Regions from separate parts of the Sus scrofa genome. Here region 1 is linked to region 2. The links are chromatin contacts, called in public Hi-C maps. All regions are on one chromosome and are shown on one strand. The core of a region is the stretch at or near the end of the contact, and the rest is flanking DNA. Distances in the headings are between cores, read along the strand shown.

Evidence for each region. A called contact is a pair of places that touch in the nucleus more often than the background predicts.
Region 1: a contact with region 2 is called in a Hi-C map of alveolar macrophages, with 2.6 times the contacts expected there. The contact joins two enhancer-like sites. A contact is called at or near these places in 4 of 47 Hi-C or Micro-C datasets (alveolar macrophages, blood, fetal skeletal muscle and 1 more) and 2 of 2 datasets of contacts at active chromatin or transcription factors (alveolar macrophages and skeletal muscle).

What each region holds. Positions count from the first base shown.
Region 1 is chr3:32,124,314-32,127,013 of Sscrofa11.1, reverse strand. CLEC16A (protein CLEC16A) reads left to right here. Exons shown (of 25, transcript XM_021086617.1): 5 at 1-9; 6 at 1,291-1,296; 7 at 1,675-1,798. Among named protein-coding and RNA genes, the nearest start is that of CLEC16A, 33 kb to the left of the region's middle. Within about 2 kb of position 1,348, at least 19 of the 83 cell types and tissues checked have an H3K27ac peak or open chromatin away from gene starts, as enhancers often do. A contact at or near this core is called in alveolar macrophages, where this site is marked.
Region 2 is chr3:32,005,994-32,008,693 of Sscrofa11.1, reverse strand. All of the region lies in intron 20 of CLEC16A (protein CLEC16A), which reads left to right. Among named protein-coding and RNA genes, the nearest start is that of SOCS1, 130 kb to the right of the region's middle. Within about 2 kb of position 1,338, at least 10 of the 83 cell types and tissues checked have an H3K27ac peak or open chromatin away from gene starts, as enhancers often do. A contact at or near this core is called in alveolar macrophages, where this site is marked.

The sequences.
Region 1 (2,700 bases), core at 99-2,598, 120 kb before region 2:
TCTACAAAGGTAAGTTTCCGTGTGCGTGCGTGCCTCGGCTTCCTAACTTGACAGCAGTGCTTGCTCTCGTGGGTCCCTACCAACTGTTCTCTCGGGGTAACAGGAAGCTCGCTTATTATAGCAGAGGTTGCATGCCTTACAAAAAGTTCTCCTGGCCGAACGTTCAGCTACCCCATTTGCACGAATACTGCCTTCTCTGCGCACACTTAGTTCTGTGCGTGAAAGTCTCCATGCTGATACGTACAAGTCATAGTACCCTAAGAGCATCCACAGGATAATTAGAGAAAGCAAAGCTGTCTTTGAATTGTGAGATTGAAATATTTGCCCCTCAGCCTCTAAAATATACTTCAGTACAGCCAGGGGCTGTGTGATCTTTAAATAATGTGTGAAAGCATTTCACATCCCAAACAGCAGGGGGCAGTCTTGTATTCTCAACCGGCTGCAAAACCCAACAACAAATTCCTCCTTTCTTCCAAGAAACACTTAGTGCCTGAATGGAATCATTGCCTCCAGGAGAAAGCCCTTCCGGGGCCTCCTGCCCGCCCCAGCGCAAAGGCTGGCTGGAATTGCCCTCCAAGGCGACGGCCTTTCTGCCCAGCACGGGGGTTCTTTCCCATGTAGTCACCACATTGGAGCTGGGACCCCATTTTCTCAGGGACCAGATGCTTTGACTTTTGAGGGTTAACGAGGTGATTACTTGAGACGCCCCCTAATTGGGAGGGGGCGGGAACTCCTCCTCGGGAACTCACTCCAGCCTAGTTCTGGGATTGGGATTGCCTTAAATTGGAGAGCCTTTCTAAGAGCCTCGAGGGGTCGCAAACTCAGGGCCTGAGGGCCGAACCCAGCTCTCAGACAGGTTTTATGCGGCTTAGATATTTTTTGATAAAAGATAGAGTTGTCAGTATTTAAAACTTGGGAGGTCTCAGATGACTGCCTTGAAGGTGTAGATGTGGCTCTCCAGGGCCGCAGGGCAGTGCTGAGCTGGCGCCAGAAGCAGCTGCTACCTTTGGGGTGGAGGCCCGTGCTCCCCACTGTACCCGCCTGGCCTGCCAGTGTCTCACCGAGTCCCTGGCCAGCCCACGGCTTCTGTGTTTGCGACCTGGTCTGAGCCCCAGTCCCGACACTGCCGCCACCACCGTAGCCGCCTGCTCTCTGTCCTCTAAGCCGCGTCTCTCCTGCCCCAGCCCTCTGCCCCTGAGCAGCTGCCTCCCCTCCCAGCTCCTAACCCTGTTAACTGTTGTCTGTTTTTTGCCTTTCCTTCAATGACGATTCCCGTGTTCCTTATTCCAGTGTCATGTAAGTTAATAACTTCTGGTTTTCCGCTTTCTTAACGTGTCCTTACATGAAAATACAGGAAGCTTGCTTAAGAATGGAGTGGTTTCCATTGCAGACTATTTAAATGTACTGCTGCTAAGTGGGCTATCTACTGCACTGTTAACGTTTAGCCCAATTAATGTTATCAGTTATAAAAATAGCATGAAACTGCCTTGCTGAGTATAGTTTTCTGAATAAGGTAACCATTTTTAAGTACTTCCAGGAAAGACAGAAAGAGTCAGATTATAGTCGAGGGCTTTTTTCATTGTGGTTTTGTTTTGTTGTTGTTTTTTTAATCTCCCCCAAGTTATTTTTAGTAGCTTGACTTTCTTGTCTTTCTTCTTTTGTGCCTTTTCTCAGTGGATAACCAGGCCATGCTGCACTATATCAGAGACAAGACCGCTGTCCCTTACTTTTCCAATCTGGTCTGGTTCATTGGGAGCCACGTGATCGAACTCGATAACTGTGTGCAGACAGATGAGGAGTAAGTGACCCCCCGGGGGGCCTATTAGGTGACAGGGTGCCTGGGGGAAAATGCCTTTGTCATTCATGAAAAACACACACACTCACACACACTCACACACACACACACACACACACACACGAACAAAACTAACCCTTACATGTAGGTGGAATATGGACTTCCACACTCTGGAAGGTTCCACATATTGTCTGATGGCATTTGTATGAAATGCCCAGAATAGGCAAATTCATAGAAGCAGCAGATGAGTGTTTTCCTAGGGCTTGGGGCGGGGGAAATGGAAGGTGACTACCTGTGACTGTAGGGCTTTTTTTTGAGGGGAGGGGATAAAAATGTTCTAAAATTGGCTGTGATGGTGGACACTTCTGTGAATACACTAAAAGCATTGAATTGTATACTTAGGGTGCAGTTTTGGTATGTAAAGTATCTCAATAAATCTGATTTAAAAAAAAGATCACAAAAAAAAAAAAGAAAAAGAAAAGGAGTTCCCGTCATGGTGCAGTGGTTAACGAATCCGACTAGGAACCATGAGGTTGCGGGTTCGGTCCCTGCCCTTGCTCAGTGGGTTGAGGATCTGGCGTTGCCGTGAGCTGTGGTGTAGGTTGCAGACACGGCTTGGATCCCATATTGCTGTGGCTCTGGCATAGGCCGGTGGCTACAGCTCCGATTGGGCCCCTAGCCTGGGAACCTCCATATGCCGCGGGAGCGGCCCAAGAAATAGCAAAAAGACAAAAAAAAAAAAAAAAAAAAAAAAAATTAAGATGGTGATGAATAATTCCAGAGCAGGATTTCTCCAATTTCATGCTCTTGATCTAGATAATTCTAACTGGGTAATTCTTTGTTGGGGGGGGCACTGTCCTGTGTGTTGTAGGGTGTTCAGCATCTCTGGCCTCCACCCACTAGAT
Region 2 (2,700 bases), core at 89-2,588:
CCAGCCTGTCTTGAGAGCGGGTCCTGGCCGGACCTTAGCCACCCAGAACATTCCCCGCCCCGGCAGCGCCTTGAAGGTCAGCCTCTTCAGAAGAGCTCCCTGAAGTCCAGCCAGCGGCTGCGGCGGCACAGATCCGCACACATGCCTCCGCTGGCGGGGCCGAGGATGTAAGTGCCGGTGAGCTTCTCTCCCAGGAGGACCACCCCCCACCGCACTCCCCACCCCCACCTCACGAGGGAGGATCCCCCGGCCAGGGTCCGCTCTCTAGAGCGCCCCTGTGTACTTTTCTGATGAGGTATCATAAAGAGGAAATCTGAGGGAAAGAGAAGATGTGGCCCTGTCTTCAAGAACCTTCTCTCCAGAGGGAGCAAGGAGCTGTGCCCACGTGCCCCGTGTAGGGAAAAATCGTAGGCTGGTTCTGTATCCCATCTCATCTGCTCCTCACAGAACCCCTATCAAGTCAGCAGTGTATCCATTTTTCAGTTGAGGAAACTGAGGCTCAGAAAGGTCATCCATGGAATACTACTCAGCCATAAAAAAGAACCAAATAATACCGTTTGCAGCAACGTGGATGGAATTAGAGACTCTCATACTAAGTCAAGTAAGTCAGAAAGAGAAAGACAAATACCATATGCTATCACTTGTTTCAGGAATCCGATGTATGTTGCAAATGAACCTTTCCACAGAAAAGAAACTCATGGACTTGGAGAACAGACTTGTGGTTGCCATTGGGGGGGAGGGAGTGAGGTAGACTGGGAGTCTGGGGTTAATAGATGCAGACTATTGCCTCTGGAATAGATAAGCCATGAGCTCCTGCTGTGTAGCCCTGGGAACTACATCTAGTCACTTGTGATGGAGCCTGATGGAGGATAGCGTGAGACCAAGAACGTGTGTATATATGTGTGACTGGGTCACTTTCTCGTACCGTAGAAAATGGACAGACCCCTGTAAACCAGCTCTAATGGAAAAAATAAAAATCATTTTAAAAAAATAAAGGTCACCCAGAGTGGAGACCTCCTTTATCCCTGTAGCCAAGTGCCTGGCACCTGGCAGTCACCAGGCAATGCTGGGCAGAGAGACTGGTGGAAGAATGAAAGGAGGAGGGCAAAGCAGCGCCTCGATTCCAGGTCCCGGGGTGGGACACCCGCCCCCCACCGCCCCCGCCCCGCCTCCGCCTCCAGCAGAGACATCTCGGGGGGCTTGGAGGGGGTCCTGACGCCCAGCACACCCTCGGCGGCGGCGGAGGCTGGGCCTCTGAGGAGCAGAAAGGAGGGAGCCCGGCCCCACATTGATTCCGCGTCCGTGTACCTTGCAGGGCACAGCGCAGAGCTGAGGTATTCAAATCTCTTCTCGGAAATCTCGAGTATTCCATTCGGCCGCCTCAGAGTTAGGTAACGTTATGTACTCATGCTCAACGGGGCCATCTTCTGAGAGGAAATTATGCAATGTCCTATGCAAATGCGGCCTTCGGGAGAGTGAGTGTGGAGATAAGCGTGGTCGCCAGGGCGTCGTCAAGATCAGATCGACAAGCCTCTGGCGGCAGGCTGTGTGTCACTTGATAAGGGGACGTGCCACGCTCTACTTGGAATTGCCACTCACTTGGATTCTGTTTCTGGTAATTACGTTTTCACCCAGTTGCCTGTCGGTGAACTTGGCTGAGTGCAAAGCAGGGGCCAGGAGTGAAGCATTCGCAAGTGGCCCACGGCTCTGCCGCCCCGAGCGGTCAGGGGGAGCTGCTGCGCATCCCGGCCTGCGGGAACGAGAAAAGTCAGTTCCTCACTCTTTGTCCTCCCAAGAAGAGAGTCTCTGGAAATTTCCCAAGGGGGAGAGATGAAGACATGGCATGGGCTTTCTTGGCCGCTTTGGGAAAATCAGTCACCTTATTTTTCTACACATGATGTGCATTCCAAGCAAGAGAAGGGAAGTAGCTGTGGAAAACCCGTCCCCGGGGGGAGGCAGGTGGACTTGATTGAGCCCAGGCCCACCCTGTCCCCAGCCTGTGGGCACCAGGGTCCGGGCACCTGGCTGCCCCAGCCTCCAGCTCCTTGTCTGAAAAATGGCACCAGAGCCCTGCCTCCAGCCAGTCCTTGCTCCTGGGTCGTTTCACAGTCACCAAGCCTCCGACCCACCCATGGTAACTGCTTGAGAAATGGCTCAGTCAACAAATGACAGACTTATTCACCCAGGGCAACAAAGAGCATTGACGTGGTGCCCTCGGTGGCCCTGGAATCCACTGGGTGACGCTGAGATTCTCCAGGGTGAGGCGGCGCTGCCCCTCACACCTGGACTCTTCCTGTGAAATTCCTGTTGTTCACACGCAGGGGCCACATGGGTTCTCACAGCCCCGGGCGCGTCACGCACACTGCCGTGTACTCGTGTGCCTTTCACAACAACCCCAGGAGGTCCGTTTTCCCCCCAGCATTTTCTCTTGACGCATTTCAAGCACACAACCAAGACGATGGGATCGTACAAAGAACGCCCTTACAGCCCCCATCATGAGGTACCAAACCCTTGAACTTCATGGGTCCACTTATACATGAATTTTTTTTTTTTTTTTGATAAAAGTAGTACCTGTATTTTCATTTTACAGCTCTCTCCGTGAACCAAGTGTGGGGGAGGTTTGTGCTGGGTTAGAGATCACGTGTGTGGCATCGAAAGACCCAGGTCGAAGCCCTGATGCTCTCCAGAGCGTCTCTGCAG